Regions from separate parts of the Mus musculus genome. Here regions 1, 3, 4 and 5 are each linked to region 2. A link is a contact called in public Hi-C, promoter capture Hi-C and targeted proximity ligation data. All regions are on one chromosome and are shown on one strand. The core of a region is the stretch at or near the end of the contact, and the rest is flanking DNA. Distances in the headings are between cores, read along the strand shown. Region 1 holds the start of Plaat3 (phospholipase A and acyltransferase 3). Region 2 holds the start of Stx5a (syntaxin 5A). Region 3 holds the start of Naa40 (N(alpha)-acetyltransferase 40, NatD catalytic subunit). Region 4 holds the start of Atl3 (atlastin GTPase 3). Region 5 holds the start of Prdx5 (peroxiredoxin 5).

Region 1 (2,700 bases), core at 21-2,520, 1.2 Mb before region 2:
GCAATGGTAATATACTGTTTTAAACATCTAACCTTTTATGTTCATGGATTTGATTTCAAACACGAATAAAGTAATCTCTGAATATTGAAAAGGAAATCAAAAGAAATTACATATTTCATGTTCCTCAATCAAAATGCCAGGGAGTGTATTTTTTTAACTCCTTCAATTACAAAAATGTTTTGAGATTTATTTTATGAGTGTAACAGAGCTTCAGACTTAGTGGGCCCCAAGACTTTAGCACAACTGACTCCATGATGGAAGTATCATTCAGGCAGACAGCACCACCTGCCAAAGCTAAAACAGAGGCCAGGTGTACTAATCTTATTTTTGGCTTCTGTGAGCCTGCTTTTGGCTAACTGTTCTTGTTAACTGAAGAATGCCAACCCAGAACATGGTTTTTGTGTTTAAAAGCTCACTCTGAGAAAAGCTAAGTGCTACACTGAACACCCACTGTAGTTGACAGCCAGGCTAATAAAGACTTTCTATTGGCTGAAACCCCTGTGCAAGCTGTCTTCTCTATGTGTGTTTTGTCAGTATGTGTGCACATGTACCAGGTCTGTACCTCATGAGTAACAATGTCAAAAGAAGGTATTGGATCCCCTGGAACTGAGTTAATCATGGTTGTGAGCCACCATGTGGATCCTGGGAACCATCCGGGGCCCTTTGCAAGAGCAGCAAGTGCTCTCAACCCCTGAGCCAGCTCCTCAACCCCACATTACTGTTGTTGTCATTATTTTTATTTTTATTATTATATTTTGGATTTTTGAGGCAAGGTCTCTTTGCATAGCTCTGGCACCCTTGGAACTCACTATGTGGAGCTAGCCTCACAGAGATGGGCCTGCCTCTGCCTCCTGAGTGCAGGAAACAAAGGCATAAACAACTACATCTGGCTATTATTATCATCATCATCATCATTATTTATTATTATTATTTTGGAGAGAAGATCTCAAACAGTAGCTCAGGCTAACTTTAAACTTATGGCAATCCTCCTGCTTCAGCTTGTCAAATGCTAGGATTTCAGGCATGTATTACTCTTAAAAAATAGCCTTTTGGTATGATTCATGTACAAAGATTAAATGTAATTCGACATAACATGTTCTTCCATGAGGAGTGTGTATAGGCTGTCAAGGGCTGGGGAATCTGGGGCAGAGGAGCAGAGAGGCGGGAACGCAGCGGGAGGGAGGCATCTAAGTGACTACTGAGTAGTGGCATGCCCTTGGCGACGCTCTCATTAGCCAGTTACAGGAGGAGGGGCGGGGTGATCTGGCTCAGCCTGGACTCTGCGGCCATTAAACCAGTCCCCATTGCGCTGGCCTCCACTTGCCTACTTGGGGCGCGAGGAGGTTGGAGAGTTTTTTTCTGGGACCCAAGCAAAGGTGAGAAGCCCGGGTGCCTCTGCGGGTCCCCGAGGGCTGTCTGGGAGGCGGAGAGTGTTTCGGCTGCGTAAACAAGCCAGGCGAGAGCTGCCACCTGTCTGCCATCCGCCGTACGCGGAGAAAAGGAGCCAGGGGCGCACGAATGCCTGCCTGGCCAGGAACCCTGCTGGTGACCAAGGATCCCGTGAGCCGCTTCTGCCCTACAGAGAGGGATTTGTCTATTCAAGGGCAAGCTCAGGTCAGAGCGGAGGAGAGCGAGAAAGTTGGAGAAGTTTGGTGGAAGTTTCTGGAGGGCTCTGCTAAAAGCTACCCTGCTCCTGGAGACTTGCTAGAGACTTAATGAGCTTTGCTCCCCTCTGTGTCTTAGGCATCCACGCTGCTGCTAAGCTGAAATTGAAGCTCACACATCCTGGAAAATGCTAGCACCCATAGTAAGTACAGCGTGAGAAGCCAAGGGTGGGCCAGGGATGGGTGTAGTGTTTTAATGGTGACTCTTGTTTTCTCCGGGTCTGACTCGCTGTTTTGAAGAGAGGAGCTTTGTAGTGAGGAAGCTACATTTGAACCCTTGGGGGATCAGGTATGAGCTGTGGGTCAGCTGCCACCTGTTGAGCCTCAGCAGTTGGCTGCCACCCTGCTTGAAACATGCTCAATAGAAAGCAGTAGAGGGGGGGAAGTTGGGGGCTGGGTCTTCTTACCAAACCCGGACCCTGGGCAGGTTCCTGGGTCGAATGTCTGAAGTTGATTCTGCTTATTTTTGTCTTGTCAGCTGACCCATGGCCATCCCTGCTGCCAGCAAACACTCAGCTCTGGCTTTTCCTTCATTTCTTCCCTCCATCCCCCCTTCTCTTTTCTTTCTGATTTTTGTTTTGCTTTTGTTTTTGAGACAAGGCTTCAGGTAGCCCAGACTGGCCTCAAACTTCCTATTTAGCGAGGACAGTTTCTTCCTTCTGGTTTCTCTGCCCCCACCTCTTGAGTGCTGGAATTATAGGTGTGAGGCCCCATACCCAGTTTTGTGAAGCCCTCCTGCATGGTAGGCAAGCACTCTACCGACTGAGCCACATCCCAGCCCCCGGCATCTTTGTTAACCCATGATGTCTTGAGATTGGAACAGGGCAAATGTCTTCTTCATTTTAACAAGACTGTTGATTTGGTTCAGGTTTTTGCAGACAACCCTCTTGGGATTGTGCTCCAGCTGAGTACTGGTGTGGGATTATAATCAAGTTCAAGTTTATTCGGTTCCCAAGTGAAAACAACACTTAAAACCTAACAGTTCTCATAGCAGCAGAGTCACTCCAGGCTGCACTTTCTGTTTCTGGTACTGTGA
Region 2 (2,700 bases), core at 17-2,516:
AGAAGGAAGAAAAAGAAGCGGCCTGGATCCACCAGTCCTTGAAGCCCCTTGCTCATGTTGTTAATAAATAGCCCAACGCGCGTACTGATCCTGGACCTTTTGTGATGGGAGAAACGCCTTGTAGGTGGGAGGGGTTCCCTCACCTAGCTGCGGGAGACCTGACATCACAAAAGCTAGGCCCAGAGCTAGGCTGGCTGGGGAGGGTGACAGAGTCCTGCGCCTTTCGGGGCCATGGGCTGCTGTCAGGACAAGAACCGTTGGGCCTCGGATGAGCAAGCAAGGGATGAAGTAACAGAGGATGGCAGGGAAGGTAGGACTAGATACAAAAAACGGGTCTCAGGTCCTGGAATGGGAGCCGGAGGTGCCCCAAAGGGACTGCCCCAGAGGTGGGGCTGGAGAGAACAGAAGTGAATTAAGTGGACCCTGTGGTGCTTGTAGGCAACGAAGTGGACAACTCAGGCCGCCGTAAACAAAGATCTAACGAAAGTCTCCTGATCACCGTGCTGTGGCGCAGGCTATCCATGTTCAGCCGTCGGGAGTCCTCGCGGTCAGGCAAGCAGGACAATCAGATGCAGGAACGCAAACATGAGGGAAGCCACAAGGAACCAGAAAAAGGCTGACTACAACCCTGGTCTTAGTCCTCCCCAACACCAGAGAATAAAGTTAATATTGCGAATCTGCTGAAAACACTTAGGCCTAGGCTTCCAGCTTTAAAGGCTCTGAGACCACACACAGGCTCTTTAAGGCGCCTCTAACCCAGCAGGTCCAGATTTGTTCTCGCACTTCAGGGGCGGGGCCGCGGTGGCAGTCTAACCAATAGGAGAGCGGAGTCGAGTTTGCATGGTAGGGGTGTGTTCTTTCTGTCTCTGGGCTAAAAAAAAGGCGTGGCGCAGCAGCCACGTCACCGAGTTAGGAGTACGTCTAGGTGACGTGGCGGCTCCTGTTCTTTGGTCCGGCTTCCACTGCTTACAAGTCCTTCGAGGAGGCGGCAACGATCTGGGAAGAGTGGCGGTGGTGGTGGCGGTAGGAAACAGAAGAGGTAGGGTTTCGCTTCAGTAGGAGTCCAGCCTCTGTCGTTCGGCTCAGCTCCGGGCAGCGGCTTGACGGGGGAGGGGGGAAGGGAGCCAGGAGTAAGTCCTGCTGGCGGCTCCGCGTAAGCGAATACCTCGCTGTCCAATCAGGAAAGGTCTTGTTAAGGAAAAACTTGGCCCCATCCAATCAGTGGCTGCAGTCTTCCAACAGGCGGAACTTTGACGGAGGTGGGACTTCCTGTTTCAAATAAACACTTTTAAGAGGGTTTTTTCGCCTCCCCCTCCGCCCTCCGAAGTGTGTCCACCTCTGGAGATCGGTTGCTGTTTTCTGTGAGAGGGGGAAGGAAATCACGTATACCAAAGGCAGGATTGAGACCTGGGCTAACTGCAAAGGTCTGCCTGGAAGTTCAGGGCCGCAGGACCAGGCTGTGGCTGTTTTCTCGACTTTAGGGGCCCCGGCCGGAGCTCTGGCAGTCAGAGCCAAGTCGGAAGGAGACTCTGAGGAGGCTTCGCCTTGGGCCTGGAGGAAGCTGACCGTTCTCGCCGTGTCCAGGGTGCAGGATCTGCGGGTGGCCGTGGGCTCCAAAGTCTGTCAAATACGGGAAAGGGCCTGGGGATTTGCTAGTTGAGGGGAGCGTTTGGGGAAAGAGGCTGTCTGGAGAATGACATTCTCCTCTCCACAACAGTCTGAGGTTATGCGACTCGATGATCCCGCGGAAACGCTACGGATCTAAGAACACGGATCAGGGTGTCTACCTGGGTCTCTCAAAGACACAGGTTCTGTCCCCTGCAACTGCTATCAGTAGCAGCAGTGACAGCACTCCTTTGCCCACTCCGGTGGCCCTGGTCCCCTCCCCTCCCGACACCATGTCCTGCCGGGATCGGACCCAGGAGTTCCAGTCTGCCTGCAAGTCCCTGCAGAGCCGTCAGGTAAGAAGCTGGAGTGGAAAGGCAGGCGTGAGCCCATTTAGTTAATGCTTAGGTTTGTTTGGTAGTTGTCTAAACTTAATTTACAACTCTTAGATAGACTAATCTTATCAGTAGGAGAGGAGGAATTGTCTTCAGTAATTTCAAGAATACTTTAAGTAAGTTGCCCTAAATACCACAAAGGATGAGTCAGGATTTAAACCTACATCTAATTTTTTTCTTATCTACAAACCACTGATAAATGTAGATTGTCTGATGTCAACAGCGCTAGAGTGTTTAGTGGGTTATGTGAGGGAGCAGTGAAAAGCTGAGGTAAGTAGTGACAGGAACTAAAGTAGCAACTTTTTGATACAATTCAGAATGGAATCCAAACAAGCAAACCGGCTCTGCACGCAGCCCGACAGTGCAGTGAATTTACCCTCATGGCCAGGTGAGTTGAGAGGGGCGTTGTGGTGGGGTGATACAGTGTCTTAAGTATATCTGCCTGTGATGGTTTGGCTGAGTGGAATTGGTTGTGTTGGAGGTTATGGTAACAGCCTCTTTCCTGCCCTTTACCACAACCTTCTCACTGATGATCATTTGCAGGCGCATTGGGAAAGATCTCAGCAATACATTTGCCAAGCTGGAGAAGCTAACAATCTGTGAGTGTTTGGGAGGCCTTTCCTAGGTGGGACAGTGAAACATAGTACTAGGAGGTGAGGCTCATGGAGGTTTTGTCTTATTTTTTCTATGGTGCTGGGGA
Region 3 (2,700 bases), core at 167-2,666, 1.5 Mb before region 2:
TTAGATCACTGAAGTGAGGCTGAGAATATAAGCAAAATAGCAGCTACTGCTTAAAGGCACCTAGTGGGCTATTTACATCCATTTTCTCATTTAATCTTCATCACTATCCTAAGAGGAGGTCACGTGCATCGCACAAATAGGAATAAAACCAAGCCAGGCCTCATCACCTGCAGGGTCATGCCACTAGCCGTTAAAGATGGGGCTGCCACTGAGGCACATCTAGTTTCAAAGTCAGGACTCGCTAAAAGTGTTGCAAATTCCACACGAACCCTATGATCAGAGAGTTACATTTTTAGGAGGGTGCTTTTGCCCAACCCTAGATCTGCATATCCCAGGAAAGGCCATGGAAATGCATCTTCTTGCTGTCAGACCATAACAGGTGGTTACTATACATCCAGGCTGGGACTATAACCAGCCCATCCCCCCTACTCATCTGTACACCTCCACCCCCTCTTCCATTGCAAGCCACCTGCAGTAACAAGACTAAGAACAATCCAACTTCTAAGATCCATTTTACTGCAGCCAGAAGCTGAACGGGCATGCCTGTGTGGTAAGGAAGACTACGTTTCATCTGAAGCAGGAAGAAGCTGGTAGCAGACGGTTCAAAAGTGTAGGGGAACTGGCTGGGCAGAGACTTGAGCAGTGGGAAGCAGATTCCATCGAGACTCCGGAGTCACCGGATGGGGTCCAGCGCCCAAGCCATATCAATGTGACCTTGGCCATACGCCTTCTTGCCTCCCTGCCTCAGTTCCCTACAAGTTCGGGTAGCAGGAAACCGCTAGGACCGTGACAGCCAGATGATGGGTGTCTTCAAGGAGCAAGGGGCTAATATCAGGGACGCAGCAGGGGCTCGGGAGTGGGGAGGCCTTCTAGGGGGTCAGAGAGGCAGGAAGGGGCACGAAGAGAACGGAGTGGGGGGCGGGGGGGAGAAGAGGGCTCCCAGAGAATTTCTGGGCTAGGCTCAACGCCGGGACCTTTACAACGAGGCGTGGGGAACTCTTGTCAAGTGGGGGCCGGGGGTCACGTGAGACTGTAAGGGGTCAGGGTCACGTGAGGGGGTTCACGAAACAATGAGGACGCAGAGGGTGAACGGCAGCTGTGGACTTCCCATTACTTCTCCAGCCTCACTTACCCCCATGGTGGCGGCGGCGGCGACGGCGGCGGCCCTCGGCTCCCCTCTCGCACTTGCCCGTAGGGAGGTGGCAACGGCGGAACCCGAGCGACAGCGAAGCGGCCGGCCGCGCACTACGCATGCGTCTCACAAATCCCCCGCGCGTCCTAGAGGGCCCCGCGCCGGCGCAGAACCGGACCAGAGTGGGCGGCGAGCGCGAAGGCGCGCAGGTGGAACGGTTGCCGTGCGCGCGGAAGGCCTGAGAACAGAAAGGCGGGAGGCGCGGCAGAGCGTCGCGCTAGGAATGACGCGCACGCGCCGGCCCCGCCCCCTCGACGGTCCGCGTCTGTAACTATGGCAACGACCACGCGGAGCGGAAGGGCGCGCGCCGGCCTGGAGCAAGCTAGCCTCGGAGCCACTTGGTGGGCGGTGGTGCGGGCTGCCTTCGCTGAGGCGCGCAGGCACAGCCAAAAGTCTGGAAGCATTCTGACTTCTAGAAGCTGACCCTTGGCATGCCTTTTCTAACAAGTCCTGTTATACCCATTCATCCTTCTCAACATTCGTTCACACGGCATTAACATGCACATACATTGTGCTGAACCCAGAGGATACAGAAGTTTGTGTCCTAAAGGAGCTTGTAACTCCTGTGTAACTAAAGACCTCAGGTGTTCTGGGTCCTATTTTTTTCAGTTTGAGCAGACATCTGGGTAGTGTGACCTCCACATGACCTGCATGGGAATCACCTAGGGAGATAGAGCAGTTTGCAAACCCTTGGGACTAACCCTGAAATCTGGGGTGGAGGCGGGAATCAAAATCTTAGCTTTCTTGGTTTTTTTTTGTTTGGTTGGTTGGTTTTTGTTGTTGTTGTTGTTTTTGTTTTGCTTGGTTTGGCTTAGGTTGGCCTCCTTGACCCTGCCAGCCCTGTACTGAGGGTCAAATTCATGGTTTCACACATGATAGAGTTCTGTCATTGAGCTACAACCCCTACTCCAGAGTCTCTATTAGCGCGGGCACACACACACACAAAATTAGAACGCCCTGGCTCCAGTCTTAAATTTAAAATTTTCAGATTTTAATCATTATCCTACGTTTATTGCTCAGAGAAGTTGTAGCCCTGGCAACGTGCAGCGAGTGCCTACTGCAGTGGTAGGCACTGTTTCAGGCAGCAAAGAAAACAATACCAAGCTGAGTGTGGTGGCTCCTACCTGTGATCCAAGTACTATGGAAGCAGAGGTTGGAGGACCATGGGGCTTGAGAGACAGCTCAGAGGTTAAGAGCAATGGCTACCCATCTAAAAGAACCAGGTTCCTAGGACTCATGGCAGCTTAGAACTATATATAACTCCAGGTACAAGGGATCTAACACAGTCACACAGACACAGTCAGGCGATCCCAGCATTTGGGAGGCAGAGGCAAGTGGATCTCATTAGTTTGAGGCCAGCTTGGTCTATAGACCAAGTTCCAGGACAGCCAGGGCTACGCAGAGAAATCCTAGCTTGAAAGACCTAAATAAATAAAATCTCAAAAAATTTAAAAAAGAAAAGAGAGAGAGAGAGAAGGAAAGAAATAGTATCAAACAGGAAAAAGATC
Region 4 (2,700 bases), core at 180-2,679, 1.2 Mb before region 2:
CTCTTGGATATACACCTTCCTCCAATGAGTCTCCTGTGGCTGATTCAAGACAGCAATGGTCATGTCCACCTTAGAAGAAACAACTACACAATAGCCTAGAAGATCTAATTTGGTTTAAATCTAAAAGCTAGAAGAGAGTTTCCTAACAGTCTTGAGAGTTTGGGGGGTAAAGGGGCTCAAAGAGGGGTTAAAGAAGTGTAAACAGGATTTCTTTAGGTAGGCTACGAATAATTTTTACCTCATAACCTTTGGCATAATTGCTCAGGAAGTAAAGATAGCTGAAAGGCTTGGCAGGGTGTAGAGATAGAGGGAAGTTCAGGGTAGGCCGAAGGAATAAAGAAAACATTTGCTGAATGAACGAAACAATGGTGAGGAAAAATCAAGTCACTGGGGTGACACTACCTCCATCTATAGGATTTGTTAGAAAACAGTATTTAGTTGTGGCAAATTGTATTTTCACAATATGTCAAGTATGAATAAAAGCATTTCCCAACAACTTCCTTTTGTAAAGTAACTTTGAATCACGGTCCTAGAAGTCTAAAGTTTACAAAAGGTGGGTCATGGCTCAGAATAGTCTGAGGTCGCGCGAAAATGAGACAGAGACTCACTATGTAGTTCAGGAAGGTATTGAACACCTGATCCTCCTCTCCTGGTCTCCAGTACTGGGATTACCAGCGTGCCACCCGGAGCCTGACTTAGTAAGGTCTTACTTTAGCTTTTTGTTTGTTTGTTTTGTTTTGTTTTTTTGTTTTTCGAGACAGGGTTTCTCTGTGTATCCCTGGCTGTCCAGGAACTCACTTTGTAGACCAGGCTGGCCTCGAACTCAGAAATCCTCCTGCCTCTGCCTCCCAAGTGCTGGGATTAAAGGCGTGCGCCACCACGACCGGCGTTACTTTAGCTTTTAGTAAGCCTTGGTCAGATCAGAGATTAGGGGTGATGGTGATGATAATGAAGTCACGATGGTCTGTCCTTGTGAAGTCAAAGTCGAAGCGTTCGCGTCATCATGTTAATTCTTTCATACCACCACCTGTAGTCCTGGCCAGCGAGGAACACCAGAGCCCAGCACGCGGGCCGGGTGGGGGCTCCCGGCGGGAACCGGGTGGCCAAAGCCCGGCCCTGGTCCCCGGGTTAGGCGCCGGGCAGGGTCTTCCGAGAGCCCTCCTCATTTTTTTCCCTTTGCAAGGCCTAATGGGAGTTGTAGTTCAGCGGTAGGAAGACCCACTCGGCCCAGTCCTGTCCTCCGTTTCCTCTACGCCCCGGATGAGGGCGAACACCCGGGTCAGAGGGGCCGGGCCCAAGAAAACGCCGAACTACAATTCCCGATGGACCCGACATTCCAGTACGCAGTCACAGGTACCCGCGGCACGATCCCCGCTCCGGCGCACGCGCACCGAACGGTGGCGGGACTCGGCCGCGTGCGCTTTCCCGCCCTCGTCACGCCCTGCGCCATCGGCAGGGCTGTCTCCTGAGCTGTAGGCTTTCTCCGCGCGCCCCTCCTTCTCGGTTTCTCCCCAAGTCCAGGCTCCGCCTGTTTCCCTCCTCCAGGGCAGCCTCAACCCGCTCCTGTCTTCTCTGCCTCTGCTACTTCTGCTGAAGGAGGAGGCTCCATGTTGTCCCCTCAGCGAACTGCAGCGGTGGCATCGAGAGGAGCAGGTGAGGCGTCCAATTTTCCCGGGACCCGGTCCGTGGTTACCCACGCTGCCTCCCAGTGCTTCGGCTCCGAGGTGACAAGCCGTCCCTGCCGCCGCCTTTTTTGGTGTGGCGACGGGAGGCCGCACCGCCGGGTGTCTCGGCTCGGAATTCAGGGCCGGGGCTCCTGGAGCGGGGAACGTTCCCAGTCTCCGCCGGGAGCCCGCGGCCTCCTGCGGCCTGGTGTTCTGGCCCGTCGAGCTCCGCCCTGTGCTGGGCAGGGCGTGCCGGGCGGTGGCGCGCTCCGGGTCGGGAAGCGAGGTTGGCGGTCCGTCTTAACGGGCCGGGATCGGCGGAAGGCTTTATTGTTGAGCCTTAAAGTGCTGGAATGCTGCGGTGCAGCCTTGGAGTTGAAAGGTTTTATTTTAAACGAAAAGACCTTGAGATACTGACAAGTATTAGTAAAGTTCGTTTTCCACCCGCGCTTATCTCCATGTTTGGTGATAAAAGAATTGGCCTAAATTTGGTTGTTTTGTTTTGCAAGTTTTTTGTTTTGTTTTTTTTTTTTTTAAAGTAAGTTTGGTTCCTTTGGCTTTGCCGGAGACATAAAATGAGGTGGTAAAAGTACTAAATGAAAACCAAATAGTCCCTCCGTAAATTCATGGATGCAGTTTCGCCTGTCATTTTACCTGGCACTGTGCTTGTTTAATGGGTATGGCCCTGAAATGATTGCAAGTTTCAGTTGCGAAATCTAAAGGAAAAAAAAAAGAAGAGTCAACAGTAGTGTTTGAAGAATTTTTTAGCAAACCCCAGTCTTCAAATTTGAGTACGAAGTGGAATGTTTTGCAAAAGGTGAAGAAAAAAAAAAAAAAAAAAAAAAAAACCCCTAGCAGTCTAAAACGTCATGGTTCTCAGTTTTGTTTTGGAGAAGTGGAGTTAAGTAAAACCTACGTTAAGGATTTGTACTCTATGTCAGTATTCAGCTTACATACAAACTGCAACATCAAATGAGGGCTGTTTTGCTTCCTACGAAAACCAGCTTGTATTCTAGAAATTCCTGTGCAGCTTTTA
Region 5 (2,700 bases), core at 195-2,694, 1.8 Mb before region 2:
AAGCGACATGGTAGATAGAACTGACTCCTGAGAAAATTGTCCTCTGACCACCACACTCACATGCCTGTTACCAAACACACACACTAAGTACATGTTTAAAAGTTTTTCTTTTTTCTTCTTTTTATAAAGGGCCTTTAATCCTAACATTCGGGACGCAGAGTCAGACAGATCTCTAGGAGTTTGAGGCCAGTCTGGTCTACACACCAAGTTCCTGGCCAGCCAAGACTATATAGTAAGTCAACCTCTGTCTCTGTGTGCCCCCCCCCTTCCTTCCCTCCCTCCATCCCTCCCTTCCTCTCTCCCTCCCTCTCTCTTTCTCTAAAAATTAAGTCCAAAAACAGGAGAGGGGATAGGTTCAAGAATTCCCAGAAAGATCAAACAGAAGGGCGGGATCGGGGTGAGCATACATAGAGTGGAAACAGAAGTGGAAAAGATCAACCCAGGTCCCCAAGGGACCATGGCTCTTTCAAAAGATGAGATGAAATGGAGTTTAGTACAATCACAAAAGTGCTGGGGCTTTGGGGAAAGGGTTGGAAAAGCTGCCAAGCGGCAAAAGAGGCATTTTAAGAATGTGGGAAATGACATAGCATTCGGTCGCTTGAAAATGGTGGGGACTTGTCCCTGGACGTGGCATAGATGTGAGAGGGCAGCTCAAGAAATGTCCCAGGACGGAGAAGCAGAGACAGGGTCTTACAAAAAACATGACAAGAAGAAACGTCAAGGAGGACAGCCCGAGACCCCGCGTGGAACCCAAAGAGACGCGATAGGCTGGACCCAGGAAAGGTAAAACCGGTCACCTTGATCGGGGCCATGGTCACCGCGGAGCTGCTGAAGCTGCGGGCTCCGCCACACTCCCAACCTGCTTCTTTCCGGCCTGCTCTGCCTGCCAAGCACGTCGATGCACGGAGCACAGAACTGGCTTTGCAGCCCAGGACTCGAAGCCCCAGCTGTAGCATACCCGCCCCGCTGCCGCAGCCCACCCGCAGATGGCTCTGCCCACAGGAGGTGGATGCAGGGACAGCTCCGCCCACGCCGCACGTCCCACGTCGCAGCCACAGCGCCGGCTTAGAGGGGCAGGGCCGTGACGCACTACGACGCGGCGGGGCTCTCAGGGCTCGCACACCTTCTTCAATCGCAGAAAGAGGTGCCTGGTTTACCGACGTGACAGTTCGTGACCCATAGCCGCAAACAGAGGTCGGGGATGATCTGGCTGAGCCTCAAATGTGTTCGTTTTACCTGCGCCGTAACGCAGCCGGTTTACACGTGACTTGCATAGTGTGTACTCTCTTCAGCGAGCGGGATTCGGCGTAAGCCTTTGCAGTCTCCCCGAGAAACGCTTCCGGTACCAGGACGTGACCCAACACAGTCCTTCCGATCTCGGCTGCCGCCAAGCCCCCCAAAAGGTCCCCTAAGTCGGCCACTTCCGGTCCGGCGAAGAGTTCAACGGCTTCAAAGCGGAAGTGGTAGAAAGGAGAAGTGTGGACTCCTTCCGGTTCCGGCCTCACGCGCTCCGCTGTGACAACATGAAACTGCTCACCCACAATCTCCTAAGCTCCCATGTGCGGGGCGTGGGCACGCGTGGCTTCCCGCTGCGCCTGCAGGTAACTGCACAAGGGTTCATCGCCCATATAGTTCAGGGTGGAGCCTCCGGGACCCGGACCTACCTCGCTAAACCTTTTTACCGCCCCCCCCCCCCCGCAGGCCACTGAGGTCCGCATCAACCCCGTGGAGTTCAACCCGGAGTTCGTGGCGCGGATGATCCCCAAAGTGGAGTGGGCGGCGCTTGTGCAGGCAGCGGACACCGTAAGGACCCCGCCCCTTCTGTCGCCCCTTGGGGGCGGGCTCAGGCTCTGAGCCTCTTCCCTGCCCGGACGGCCTCGGTGTTCGTGTGCCCACTGACCACGTACGCTTCCTTTCCACAGTTAAACTTGGCCGAGGTACCCAAAGAGCCGACTGAAGGCTATGAGCACGACGAGACATTTTTGAGGAAGATGCACCACGTGTTGCTTGAGGTGAGAATCCTTGGGCATCGCCTGCCCAGACCTCCCACTGAGGCTACCGGTGCTTAGCTTTGTCCTGCTCCCCTGCAGGTTGATGTACTGGAGGGCACCCTGCAATGCCCAGAATCTGGTCGTCTTTTCCCCATCAGCCGCGGGATCCCCAATATGCTGTTGAATGATGAGGAGACTGAGACGTAACCTTGCTAGCCGCCACTTTGGTATTTTGTTGACTGTGTGTTTCTGTTGTACGGTCTGTTAAATAGACGTGTCATGTGTGACCCCCAAACTCCCCCCAGTGACTCACCGACCACCGTGTACTTGAGCTCCATAGTATATTTTTTTTCTCATTAAAGGTTCAAAACCAAAAGCGGTTTCTCTTTGCAGCAAATATACATTAAAATAGAGTCTCTGTACAGCCAAGGGCTCTGGGCCCTGGCTTGCCCCATGGCCCTGCGCCTCCCTGGCCAAACCCAAAAATAAATATAGTGTTATTGCTCTGCAGGGCATAGAGGCAGTGCTGTCCCCCACCCCTTGAGGTGGGAGCTGATAGGGGGCCCTGGCCACCCCTGGGGTCCAGGGGCTGGAGCCTGCTTGGAGTTATTGCTTCAAGGGGGGGCAATAATGCCCAATGCGGATGAGGAGAGGAGCGAAGGGACGGGGCCTTTGCTTTCCAAGCCCCCCTCTGCTCCGGAGAGGAGAT

The links. Promoter capture Hi-C pulls out the DNA fragments that hold promoters and counts their contacts. Hi-C and Micro-C count contacts between places; a contact is called where the count stands out from the background. Capture Hi-C pulls out chosen DNA fragments and counts their contacts.
Region 1: a promoter capture Hi-C map of pancreatic islet shows a contact between it and region 2, with 3 times the contacts expected there. A contact is called at or near these places in 3 of 39 promoter capture datasets (cranial neural crest, embryonic stem cells and maxillary cranial neural crest), 2 of 130 datasets of targeted methods (differentiating embryonic stem cells and fetal liver) and 1 of 9 other capture datasets (pancreatic islet).
Region 3: a contact with region 2 is called in a targeted proximity ligation map of large pre-B cells, with 4 times the contacts expected there. A contact is called at or near these places in 1 of 130 datasets of targeted methods (large pre-B cells) and 1 of 9 other capture datasets (liver).
Region 4: a contact with region 2 is called in a promoter capture Hi-C map of embryonic stem cells, with 2.9 times the contacts expected there. A contact is called at or near these places in 9 of 39 promoter capture datasets (the C10 cell line, the HPC-7 cell line, cranial neural crest and 6 more), 14 of 130 datasets of targeted methods (the 230-238 cell line, T-cell acute lymphoblastic leukemia, acute myeloid leukemia and 10 more) and 2 of 9 other capture datasets (liver and macrophages).
Region 5: a Hi-C map of B cells shows a contact between it and region 2, with 5 read pairs. A contact is called at or near these places in 1 of 39 promoter capture datasets (pre-B cells) and 1 of 484 Hi-C or Micro-C datasets (B cells).

What each region holds. Positions count from the first base shown.
Region 1 is chr19:7,556,189-7,558,888 of GRCm38.p6, forward strand. It overlaps Plaat3 (phospholipase A and acyltransferase 3), which reads left to right and starts at 1,271. Exons shown (of 5, transcript NM_139269.2): 1 at 1,271-1,376; 2 at 1,744-1,807. The coding sequence starts at 1,793.
Region 2 is chr19:8,740,537-8,743,236 of GRCm38.p6, forward strand. It overlaps Stx5a (syntaxin 5A), which reads left to right and starts at 1,267. Exons shown (of 10, transcript NM_019829.4): 1 at 1,267-1,961; 2 at 2,318-2,388; 3 at 2,544-2,599. The coding sequence starts at 1,737. Wdr74 (WD repeat domain 74) reads left to right here. Exons shown (of 11, transcript NM_134139.1): 11 at 1-88. The coding sequence ends at 42. It overlaps 1700092M07Rik (RIKEN cDNA 1700092M07 gene), which reads left to right and starts at 182. Exons shown (of 2, transcript NM_001177347.1): 1 at 182-310; 2 at 439-689. The coding sequence starts at 232. The coding sequence ends at 620. It overlaps Mir6992 (microRNA 6992), which reads left to right and starts at 2,435; the gene lies at 2,435-2,543.
Region 3 is chr19:7,239,806-7,242,505 of GRCm38.p6, forward strand. It overlaps Naa40 (N(alpha)-acetyltransferase 40, NatD catalytic subunit), which reads right to left and starts at 1,417. Exons shown (of 8, transcript NM_027643.1): 1 at 1,133-1,417. The coding sequence starts at 1,138.
Region 4 is chr19:7,493,009-7,495,708 of GRCm38.p6, forward strand. It overlaps Atl3 (atlastin GTPase 3), which reads left to right and starts at 1,430. Exons shown (of 13, transcript NM_146091.4): 1 at 1,430-1,653. The coding sequence starts at 1,608. It overlaps Gm52401 (a long non-coding RNA gene), which reads right to left and starts at 786. Exons shown (of 2, transcript XR_003952920.1): 1 at 609-786; 2 at 1-39.
Region 5 is chr19:6,908,662-6,911,361 of GRCm38.p6, forward strand. It overlaps Prdx5 (peroxiredoxin 5), which reads right to left and starts at 1,445. Exons shown (of 6, transcript NM_012021.3): 1 at 798-1,445. The coding sequence starts at 956. It overlaps Trmt112 (tRNA methyltransferase 11-2), which reads left to right and starts at 1,037. Exons shown (of 4, transcript NM_001166370.1): 1 at 1,037-1,601; 2 at 1,702-1,803; 3 at 1,923-2,012; 4 at 2,091-2,367. The coding sequence starts at 1,524. The coding sequence ends at 2,198. Esrra (estrogen related receptor, alpha) reads right to left here. Exons shown (of 7, transcript NM_007953.2): 7 at 2,316-2,700.